2 separate regions of the Ovis aries genome follow, and region 2 is linked to region 1. Evidence: chromatin contacts called from public Hi-C data. All regions are on one chromosome and are shown on one strand. The core of a region is the stretch at or near the end of the contact, and the rest is flanking DNA. Distances in the headings are between cores, read along the strand shown.

The links. A called contact is a pair of places that touch in the nucleus more often than the background predicts.
Region 2: a contact with region 1 is called in a Hi-C map of mixed tissues, with 4 times the contacts expected there. The contact joins the promoter of ARFGAP3 here to the promoter of POLDIP3 in region 1. A contact is called at or near these places in 10 of 16 Hi-C or Micro-C datasets (blood, hypothalamus, liver and 4 more).

The regions. Positions count from the first base shown.
Region 1 is chr3:219,392,617-219,398,411 of ARS-UI_Ramb_v3.0, reverse strand. It overlaps POLDIP3 (DNA polymerase delta interacting protein 3), which reads left to right and starts at 3,559. Exons shown (of 8, transcript XM_060413613.1): 1 at 3,559-3,697. The coding sequence starts at 3,639. LOC114114089 (a long non-coding RNA gene) reads right to left here and starts at 3,256. Exons shown (of 2, transcript XR_003588951.3): 1 at 1,889-3,256; 2 at 1-922. LOC114114287 (U12 minor spliceosomal RNA) reads right to left here and starts at 3,256; the gene lies at 3,107-3,256. LOC101106419 (NADH-cytochrome b5 reductase 3) reads left to right here. Exons shown (of 9, transcript XM_015095053.3): 9 at 1-354.
Region 2 is chr3:219,591,662-219,597,456 of ARS-UI_Ramb_v3.0, reverse strand. ARFGAP3 (ADP ribosylation factor GTPase activating protein 3) reads left to right here and starts at 3,248. Exons shown (of 15, transcript XM_060414283.1): 1 at 3,248-3,406. The coding sequence starts at 3,338.

The DNA.
Region 1 (5,795 bases), core at 2,310-4,809:
AAGGGCCCTTCCAGCTGGCACGTGGGCCCTCCCAAAGCCTCAGCAAAAACACCCAAACATTTGGGCAGCTTTGGAAGTTCCAAGCAGTCCACCTCCCATCGACTGCCTTAGCGTCCCAGGCAGCCAGCCCTGATGGCAGAGCTGAGATGGTGTGCATTTATTTATCCGTCCCAGAGCCCCCTTGCTGCCCCTGCCCCAGGTCAGGGAGATTTCGAGCAGAGCCCCTTGTCTGAAGGACATTCACAGTGGCCTCGACGTTGCCTTAGACACAGCGTGTTAGCCTCTTGCATATCGGCTTTTTCAGAGTCATTTATGAGCAAACATAACATTGAAGTAAAACTTTGCTAGTTTAAACCCTTTTGGAACTCCTGGAGGCTCTGTGACCTACGTTGTTGGGGCAGGAGAGGGGAAGGGGCTGTGCAAGACCTGGCATTTATTTCTGAGGTTGGTTTGTGTTTTTAGTGGAACTTTGGGGAACTCCTTGGCTGTTCTTCCACTCCATGCTTCCACTGCAGGGGGCACGGGTTCTATTCCTGGTCAAGGAACTAAGATCCCACAGGTTCTGCATCACGGCCAAAAAAAAAAAGAAAATTTGTGGAGAGTACAGAAAAATATACACAGGAAAAGAAATAAGTCACAGGAAAAAAATATATATGCAGGAAAAATAAAAACTATACCCAGGAAAATTGTGGACATCCAGAGGCAAACACTTACAACTGAGATGGAACCACACGGTCCACTGTGTGGCCACTGCTCACCCTGATGGCAGGTATGCTTTCTCTGTGTGGTCAGAAACTCGCCATAAGCCTGATAGATCATGACTTTTTATGTAGCAGATCCCTGCTGTTGGACAGTTTGGCTGTCGTAAGTCACAATGGATATCTTCAGCCTCCTCTCTCGTGGTTTCTTTTAGGATAGATTCCTGGAAAACAGAGTGTGGACCCTGGGAGTCAAGCATCCCTCACACTCAGTCTTGCACAGATCATCTCCGTTGTGTCAGAAAGTGTGCCCAGTCCTAACTTAAGACAACCCCATGTGACCCCAGTCTTTTCCATTGTACACTCTCCTCTGGACACCCTGAAAGAAGCAGGAAAAAGTTAGTAGCCCCCCTCTCCCACAGAGAGACTGAGGCTGAGGGCAGTGAGTGGTTTTCAGGGTGGTGAGGCGGGGTGGCCCAAGGTGAGGCAGGTGTCACCTTGTCCTGTGGAGGCTACAGGTAGAGAAGGGAGTTCCTTCATTCAGGGTCCAGATAAAGAATCTGCCTGCAATGCAGGAGACCTGGGTTTGATCCCTGGGTCAGGAAGATCCCCTGGAGAAGGGCATGGCAACTCACTCCACTATTCTTGCCTGGAGAATCCATCCAGGCAAGAATAGTGCCATGGACAGAGGAGACTGGTGGGCTACAGTCAATAGGGTTGCAGAGTCCAGCCAGACTGAGCAACTTCCACTTTAACAGCCCCTTTACTCTCCTGAAGTGAATTCACAGGTGATAGATATCACCTACCCATACAGAATTTTTTAGAAGTCAACGCAAAGCTCCAACCATATTATAAAAGCAAAAAAAAAAAAAAAGTAAAAGGGGCCATCCAGTAGGTTAAGACAGTGCTATCACTGCAGCGGGTAAAGAATTTCATCTCTGGTCGGGAAAAGAATATCTCACATGCCGTTGGGCCATTAAAAAAAAAAAAAAAAAAAGGAATGTATAAAGTGATGCACATTTCAGCGTGTCAGTGCTGGGCGCAGGACCCGGAGGAAGCACCGGTCTGAGCCCAGGCACAAGGGATCCGCCCGGCGCAGTCTCGCCTCCCGGGCTTTGCCTCCCCGGTGCGGTTCTCCCAGGCCCGGGCACAATCCTTGCTTAGTCTCCAAGGAAAGCAGGAGTCAGTACCTTTGGCTACAGCGCAGCTTCACTGCTGGCAATCCATGTGTGTCCTCACCGGGCAAAAAGTCCTGTGTGTTCGTGCAAGAAACGGAGCGAAACCCCGACCCAGAGAATCATAACCCGCACCTCCAGCCCCGGGACGTCTCCGGCGTAGGAGGGCCAGCGGGACGCCCCACCCTGTGCACCCTTCACGTGACCGGATCCCCGCCGCCCGGGCCGCCAAGTGCGACCCCAGAGTTACGAAATCTTCCTGGTGGAGAGCCATCCCGCTCACTGTCAGATATAGTATCAGTTAAGGACCCTACTCTAGTAGTTTAGGGGGCCGGCACCCAGTCTCGGCAGTGCAGGGGCGATCTGGATTTCCCCCCTCCTTCTGAAGCCCAATCTCAGACCCCCTCCGGCTTCACCAGCTCGTTTTTCCACAGACCTTCCGACGCCGGATTTTTTATTGTGTTGTGGTGCTGTCAAGAGTAACTAACTCCACTCGCCGGACCTAGAAAAGAATAACAGTAGTGACTCATAGGGCACTTAGTCCGTGCCTGGCACTGTGCTCAAGGCATCGCCTGTATTTTCCATTGATTGTGTGTGTTAATGTCTCAGTCGTGTCCGACTCTGCGACTCCATGGACTGCGGCCCAGCAGCTCCTCTGTCCTTGGGATTCTCCGGGCAAGAATACTGGAGTGGGTTGCCATGCCCTATCCCTCCTCCAGGAGAGCTTCCCAACCCAGAGACTGAACCCGCGTCTCCGGCATTATATGCAGATTCTTTACCATCTGAACCACAAGGGAGCCGGGTTTCATTAACTCCTCAGATACGATTGACTACCCATCTCATGCCAGGGTCAGGGCAGGCGGTTCAACGAAAAGGTAATTCCACATGTTACATACTTAGATCGCAAAAAGTCTGTGCTGTTTGCCCCCCTCTCACAGTACAGACCAGGAAGACACAGGTACATATATACACAGGAAGGAAAAACCGCTGGCTTCTGAACGTTATACAGCCTGGAAGTAAGACACGTGAGACTGGGAGCTGCTTGACCCCGTGTGCTGCATTCAAACACAAACAGCTAACGTTAAAAATATTAGCCGTCCATACAATCCCCTTAAAGAACACAGGAGCAAATTGTTGCTGTAAATCCGTAACAAACGTACTACCGATAATTACTTTCAATCAATCCCATACATACACACCCAAACCATTCTACTTTTTCGAGTATAAGGGGGACGGGCAGATCGCAACTCCCAGGCATCCCGCAAAGTAGGCGGGTCACCTTAGGGGCAACCTTTACCCGCTCAAAAATTCGTCTCACATTAGCAGTGAGGATTCGGGCGTCACCCCGAATCGTTATTTTCCTTACTCATAAGTTTAAGGCATAAAGACGTAACTGGCTTACTTCCTAGGTAATGAATCCCAATCTCATTAGCAATACGGTGAGTATAAAAGTGGAACGTTAAAGCCTGTACTTTGTTCGTTGAAGGCTGCCTTATTCATTTCATTGTTCTATGTCGCTTTTCATTTTACTATTTTTTAGTTGAGAGAGGGGGGGAAAGGTAGGGCCACAATATGCAGATAAGCAACCGGCTCGCAAAGGTTCACGGGGAGAGCCCCGCCCCTTCCGGTTCCTTTCTCAGTCTGAACTGTCGCGAGAGTTCATCTGCCGAACGCCGGAAACCGCTAGTCGCTCCACAGCGGCCGAAGGGGCGGGCTCGAAGCCTGAGGGAGCCTAAGGTGCTCTCGGCTTGTTCGGCGGTGCAAGATGGCCGACATCTCTCTGGACGAGCTCATCCGAAAGCGAGGAGCTGCAGCGAAGGGGCGGTGAGTGGCCTTTTTCCCCTTCGGGTTTCAGGGTCCTAGTCTTAGTGGGGCTTGAGGCGGAGGAGGGAGCGGCCCGGGAGCGACGCGGAGGGCCAGTCTGCGCCCGCCCCCTACCTCAGCCGCGCTCCTCATTGGCCCGGCCGCCGCCGCCGCCGCGGGCCGGGTCGCCCGGCCGCCCACTGGCTGTAGGCGCGGAGGCTGGTGGGGCCGCCGCCGATGAAGGGGCAGGACTGCTGGGCTTGTGCTCGCGGCCCGCGGGGCGGCCCGCCGGGGGCGGAGCTGCGGCCGCGGACCGGACACGCTGCCCCGCGGCCTGCCTGGAGTCCGGAGGGTCTCCCCGGCGCAGCCCCCTCCTCCTCTGAGGAGACGGGCGCGGCGCCAAGGTCTCCGCGCGGCCTTCGAGTCAGGACTGGAGTTTCTCGGAGAAGTGATTTGCTCAGACTCTCCGGGTCTGTTGCTGCCGAAACCGCGACCCAAAGTCAGACCTTTAAGATTTCCAAATCCTTCGCCCGGTTCCCCGCTGTTCACACTCGCAGCCCTTTGTGAGGCATTTCAGGTTCTCGGGGGCGCTTCGCCGGCGCGCAGTCCTGGCAGCCAGCTATTAATGTTTTCCAAGTGAGGGGCTTGAGGTGGAATTTGCCCGCGGCCGCGGAGAGCTCAGAGCGGGGCCGAGTGCGCTCTGAGAGTTGGCCTCAGGCTTGGGCAAGACAAACTGGCGGGACGGGGCGGGAGGCCGGCCGTTTCTTGATGACTCTCAGAGAACCCTGTTCTGTGTCGGGGTGGAGAGTCGCGTAGTTGGCTTGCAGTTTTGTGACCCAAACTTCCTCTGGACTCTTAAAATATTGGTAGTCATTTCCAGACTCTATAGGGCTCCAGTTCATCTATGTGAAAGAGATGGGAAACCTGGGCCAGTGGTTTTCTAGCACGGGTTAGATTAGTTCAGATGTCCTTGTGGAGAAGCGAGGCTGTAAAGAAGGATGTTGTTTTCTCCGGCAGTCGTTCACTCGGCAGATGTTTATTAATACCGCCTGTGTGGTGGCTGGAAAATGGATTCTTTTCACTGTGCGAAAGGTATCCCTCACCCTCAACCTGTACACACAGATCCACCACAACTGCTCCCGCCCCCCCCCCCCCCCCCCCCCCATTCCCCAGCCAGCCCTTCACGAGGTTTCTGGTTCATAATAGGCACGCAGCATTGATTTCCTCTATCCTTGTGCTTGTGTTGTGTGCTCAGTCGTGTGCGATTCTTGGCGACCCCATAGACTGTCGCCTGCCAGGCTCTTCTGGTCCATGGGATTTTCCAGGCAAGAATATTGGAGTGTGTTGCCACTTCCTCCTCCAGGGGTTCTTCCCCACCCAGGGATCGAACTGGCATCTCCTGTGGCTTGTGCCTCAGCCAGCAGGTTCTTTACCACTGCGCCACCTGGGAAGCCCTCTTTTAGGTCTACCCTCTAGTAACTGGCAGGAAATTGGTACTGGGTCCTCTGGTGACGTCTGAGCCCATCCAGGTTTCACAGGTTTGCTGGACAGTTGCTGAGGGAGCCAGCTTCCCAGGACCTGAGCTTCCTGCAGGTGCTCCCCTTGGTTCCCAACTGCAGGCAGTCTGTACCTGCAGTTGGTGTTGATGTGTGTAGTGTCTTGTGATGGGCCTTGGATGGGACTGCAGGGAAGGGAGTATTTGTGGATCCCCCACAAGAGCAGAGACTCTGCAGCCAGGCAGACCTGGTCCCTTGGCGGGCCCCATTGTGGGGTTCTTTGCTTCTGTGGCCTGATGACCTCTGATTTAGGCAGTTTCCTTGTTTGTAATAACGGTTCCAGGTAGGTGGTTGATGGAGAAGACTCTTGAGAGTCCCTTGGACTGCAAGGAGATCCAACCAGTCCATTCTGAAGGAGATCAACCCTGGGATTTCTTTGGAAGGAATGATGCTAAAGCTGAAGCTCCAGTACTTTGACCACCTCATGCGAAGAGTTGACTCATTGGAAAAGACTCTGATGCTGGGAGGGATTGGGGGCAGGAGGAGAAGGGGACGACCAAGGATGAGATGGCTGGATGGCATCACAGACTCGATGGATGTGAGTCTGAGTGAACTCTGGGAGA
Region 2 (5,795 bases), core at 1,999-4,498, 200 kb before region 1:
TGCGACCCCATGGACTGTAGCCTACCAGGCTCCTCTGTCCATGGGATTTTCCAGGCAATATTACTCTTGCGGAAAGGTGGGAGTTGTTAGGGGAAGCACACTGATTGAAACCTCCCACCCTAGCCAAGCACCATAGTAACCATTTGCATGAGTTTTTTTTATGACAAGAGATCCTGATAAGGAATATGGAAAGGACAGAAATGGTATGGATCTAACAGAAGCAGAAGATATTAAGAAGAGGTGGCAAGAATACACAGAAGAACTGTACAAAAAAGATCTTCACGACCCAGATAATCATGATGATGTGATCACTCATCTAGAGCCAGACATCTTGGAATGTGAAGTCAAGTGGGCCTTAGAAAGCATCACTAAGGACAAAGCTAGTGGAGGTGATGGAATTCCAGTTGAGTTGTTTCAAATCCTGAAAGATGATGCTGTGAAAGTGCTGCACTCAATATGCCAGCAAATTTGGAAAACTCAGCAGTGGCCACAGGACTGGAAAAGGTCAGTTTTCATTCCAATTCCAAAGAAAGGCAATGCCAAAGAATGCTCAAACTACCGCACAATTGCACTCATCTCACATGCTAGTAAAGTAATGCTCAAAATTCTTCAAGCCAGGCTTCAGCAATACGTGAACCATGAACTCCCTGATGTTCAAGCTGGTTTTAGAAAAGGCAGAGGAACCAGAGATCAAATTGCCAACATCCTGTGGATCATGGAAAAAGCAAGAGAGTTCCAGAAAAACATCTATTTCTGCTTTATTGACTATGCCAAAGCCTTTGACTGTGTGGATCACAATAAACTGTGGAAAATTCTGAAAGAGATGGGAATACCAGACCACCTAACCTGCCTCTTGAGAAATCTGTACGCAGGTCAGGAAGCAACAGTTAGAACTGGACACGGAACAACAAACTGGTTTCAAATAGGAAACGGAGTCCATCAAGGCTGTCTATTGTCACCCTGCTTATTTAACTTCTATGCAGAGTACATCATGAGAAACGCTGGACTGGAAGAAACACAAGCTGGAATCAAGATTGCAGGGAGAAATATCAATAACCTCAGATATGCAGATGACACCACCCTTATGGCAGAAAGTGAAGAGGAACTAAAAAGCCTCTTGATGAAAGGGAAAGAGGAGAGTGAAAAAGTTGGCTTAAAGCTCAACATTCAGAAAATGAAGATCATGGCATCCCGTCCCATCACTTCACGGGAAATAGATGGGGAAACAGTGGAAACAGTGTCAGACTTTATTTTTTGGGGCTCCAAAATCACAGCAGATGGTGATTGCAGCCATGAAATTAAGAGACGCTTACTCCTTGGAAGAAAAGTTATGACCAACCTAGATGCAGGGGAAAGTCGCTCCGTCATGTCCGACTCTTTGCAACACCATTGACTGTAGCCTACCAGGCTTCTCAGTCCATGAGATTTTTTCAGGCAAGAGTACTGGAATGGCTTGCCATTTCCTTCTCCAGGGGATCTTCCCGACCCAGGGATCAAACCCAGGTCTCCTGCATTGTAGGCAGAAGCTTTACCCACTGAGCCACCAAGGAAGCCCAACCTAGATAGCATATTCAAAAGCAGAGACATTACTTTGCCGACTAAGTTCCATCTAGTCAAGGCTATGGTTTTCCAGTGGTCATGTATGGATGTGAGAGTTGGACTGTGAAGAAGGCTGAGCACCGAAGAATTGATGCTTTTGAACTGTGGTGTTGGAGAAGACTCTTGAGAGTCCCTTGGACTGCAAGGAGATCCAACCAGTTCATTCTGAAGGAGATCAGCCCTGGGATTTCTTTGGAAGGAATGATGCTAAGGCTGAAACTCCAGTACTTTGGCCACCTCATGCGAAGAGTTGACTCATTGGAAAAGACTCTGATGCTGGGAGGGATTGGGGGCAGGAGGAGAAGGGGATGATAGAAGATGAGATGGCTGGATGGCATCACAGACTCGATGGTTGTGAAAGAAAGGAAAGTGAAGTCGCGTCCAAGTCTTTGTGACCCCACGGACTGTATGTAGCTCACTAGACTCCTCCGTCCATGGGATTCTCCAGGCAAGAATACTGGAGTGGGTTGCCATTTCCTTCTCCAGGGTATCTTCCCAACTCAGGGATCGAACAGGCAGACGCTTTAACCTCTGAGCCACCAGGGAACATGAGTGTGAGTGAACTCCGGGAGTTGGTGATGGACAGGGAGGCCTGGCGTGCTGCGATTCATGGGGTTGCAAAGAGTCGGACACGACTGAGCAACTGAACTGAACTGAACTGAACCAGAAGAGTTCCGGAAAGGTCTAAAGAAGACACCGCGAGTCCGTCCACATCCCAGAATCCCTCTCGCTAGCATCCATCTTGGCTGAGCGATGCATGCACCACCGGGAAAGACTCTGAATTAAGAGTCATTGGCCAGAGACCACCCAGAAACTAATCCCATCACTATAAAACACGAGACTGCGAGCCACACGGCAGAGCAGTTCTCCTGGGTTCCTTTACCCTACTGCTCTCCACCGGAGTGCCCTTTCCCAATAAAATCTCTCCTTGGACAATTCATTTTCGAGTGTTAGACAAGAGCCCAGTTTCGGGCCCTGGAAGGGGTCCGCCATCCTGCAACAGTACTGGAGGCAAGTGGCAAAGGAGAAAACTGCAGGGCGAGGGCCTCCCTTCCATTTCCCGATGCCCGAGGGCAGGATTTTCTCTAGTCGCCTTTTAATATATTTATTTATTTTGTCCCAAGATAAAGCTGAGGACTGGGTGGGAAGAGTCCTGTGGCGAAACTGGTACTGATACTTTAAGAAAACCAGTCAGTTTCGCCACAGGACGCTTCCCACCCAGGCCTCAGCTTTAGCCTGGGGCAAAATAAATATATTAAAAGGCGACTAGAGAAAATCCTGCCCTCGGGCAATGAGAAACGGAAGAGAGGCCCTCGCCCTGCAAGTTTTCTCCTTTGCCACTTGGAGTGGCAGGTTCTGCCGCCCGACTGTGGCCGAGGAAGGACTGCGTCATCCGAGGCGGTGGTGCCTCGGCCAGCCGTGAGCGCGCGCATAAACCTGACCAAGGTCCGCCGGCGACAAGCAACGCCCAGAGCAAAACCCAGGTAAGCGCCTGGAGGCGCGCGAGCTTCCCTACGCATGCGCATGCCGCGCTGGGGCGGGATTTGAGCGAGCAACGCGAGGAGCGCGTGCGCTGCGGCGGTGGGCGGGGCCAGGGCGGGGCCGTCGAGAGGCGGGGGTCTGATCTTCCCCGACAGCCCCGCCCCTCGATCGGCGTCTACCCCCGGGAGGCTGCAACCGCTGCAGCTCTGCCCTTCCCGGTTGGCGGGGCCAGCTGCGCCCCGGTTCTTGGGTGATCATGGGGGACCCCAGCAAGCAAGACATCCTGACCATCTTCAAGCGCCTCCGCTCGGTGCCCACCAACAAGGTAACGGCCGCCAGGAGTGTTCAGGCTCGCCTGGCATCCCTGCGGGATCCCGGGGACGGCCCCTACGGCGCCAGTGGCCGCGGCCGCTGGGAGGAGGAGCCGGCCCGGCCTGTGTGACACGTCGCACTGTGCGGCCGCAAAGGCTGGGCCTGGCCTGGGTCCGGTCGGTGCGCTGCCCTCCCCGCTTCAGCAAGGGAGGGGCGGGGGAGGGGGCGCACGCCAATGTCCAAGGCTGGGTGGACACCTGGGAAGTCCTGGGGGCGGGAGGCGGGAGCATCTGGGGGTCCCAGGGGCGTACGGGGCCTGGGAGCTTACGGGGAGGCAGAGGGGGCTTTGAGGGGGCAGCAGAGTGGACGCTTGTGTTCCTGAGAGAACTAGGGGCGACCTGAGAGAGGAATGGAGGGGAGGGGGGCGTACATGGGGCTCCCGCGATTGGGGGCGGACCCCGCAGGGCACCTGCGACCCAGCCAGGAAGTATGCACTGGGTCAGAAACTCCAGCTGGTAGCACTGGGCAAGCTGAACATGCCCCCTCCCCACCTTCGAGCTCACCTCTGAGTCTCCCCAGAGGCGCCAGCTGGAGGCTGGTTGGTGCCCTGTGTCCTTTGGTGGGAGCCTCAATCTCCGTGTCTCATGAAGCTGCTAAGTAGTTGCTGCTAAGTGACTTGGAGCTCTCTTGCTAAGAAAGCCCCGCAGAGACTCTTTCCCTTCCTTCCCTTTGGGTCCCCTTTGGAGATTAGAGTTTTCCTTTTTTTTCTTCATCTCATGGGCTGTTTCCCACCCCTATGACTCTTAGCACTTTTTGCGACTGGCTACAGCACTTTTTGCGACTGGGATGACGCATCAGGCTAAGTGATACCCACGGTGAGGATCACAGGTTGGCGTGGAACCTGGCTAGTGCAAAGGCCGGTCGTGTCAGCATGGACTCTCCCCTCTTCTCCGTGACTGTTCTGCCTGGCCCCCACTGCCACCTCCAAAGTGAACAGCTATTAACCAGCATGGTCATGAGCCTCGACAGGATGGCACAGAAAGTCCCAGAGTTTTACAACATGTAGATGTCTTTCAGTCCAGGTGGAGGGGAGCCAGTATTTTTATAGCCTAAGAGAAATACGAAAGGAAGCCATTTATTGGAGGTGATATCTGACGAATGTAAGAAAGACCAGAGGAGAAAGGTTCTGGGAATTCTCCAGTGCTGATTTCTTTGCTGTTTTCTTGATTTTCAAATTTCCGTGAATCTGTTTATCAAGAGTGGTTGCTGTAAACTAGACAAGATAAGGGTCTAGAGTTAGCAGAGTAGAAACCATGTATTTCTGTCTGCTTTATCTCAGAAACACAACATATGTTCTCATTGACTGAACTCATCAACAGGAAGGTGCCCCTTTTAAATAAGAAGTCAGTGTTTTTATACCAAGAGTGCTTTTGAAGGACATGTGTGGGCTTGCCTATAAATTGTTGTCCAGACCCTGTGACTTCCTGTCACTTTGGGCAGCTTACTTGACCACTTTGTGCCTTTTTTCCCTCATCTGAAAATGGGGCATGAGCCGAGTCTAATTTAGAGAGTTATTGTGAGGATTAAATGAGAAAATCCAAGAAAAACACTTAGAGTAGTACCTGGATATACTGGCCATCGATACATATCAGCTATTTTTGTTATTATTATTTTAATTATGAACAACACACCTGTAAAAAAAAGTGTATATTCTGTAGTAGGGCTAATAAAAGCATTGAGCAAAAGTAGTTTGTGGTAGTGTTCCACGGTGTGGTACACTGTTAGTAATAAACCATTGGGCTTCCCTTGTGGCTCAGCTGGTAAAGAATGCGCCTGCTATGCGGGAGACCTGGGTTCAATCCCTGGGTTGGGAAGATCCCCTGGAGAAGGGAAAGGCTCCCCCCTCCAGCGTTCTGGCCTGGAGAATCCATGGACTGTATAGACCATGGGGTCGCAAAAGAATAAACCACTGGGCTTCCCAGGTGGCACTAGTGGTAAAGAACTGCCTGCCAAGGCAGGAGACATAAAAGATGCAGTTTCCATCCCTGGGTCGGGAAGATCCCCTGGAGGAGGGCATGGCAACCCACTCCAGTGTTCTTGCCTGGAGAAGCCCATGGACAGAGGAGCCGGGCGGGCTACAGTCCATCAGGTTGCACAGAGTTGAGCACAACTGGAGCGACTTAGCATGCACACACGCACAATAAACCTTTACCTAAGCCAAGATGAAAACTAGTTATAATGATGTGGAAGGATTAATCAGCATTTTTAAAACGAGAAGGTTAAAAAGAGCTCTAAGACACATGACACAGGAAAGGTGCTTAAAAACACTGGTTTATTTTTAGAATGCGGCATCCAACTGCTCCCTCTCTGTGTATGGGGAATATTTACTCTGGATCAAAGGT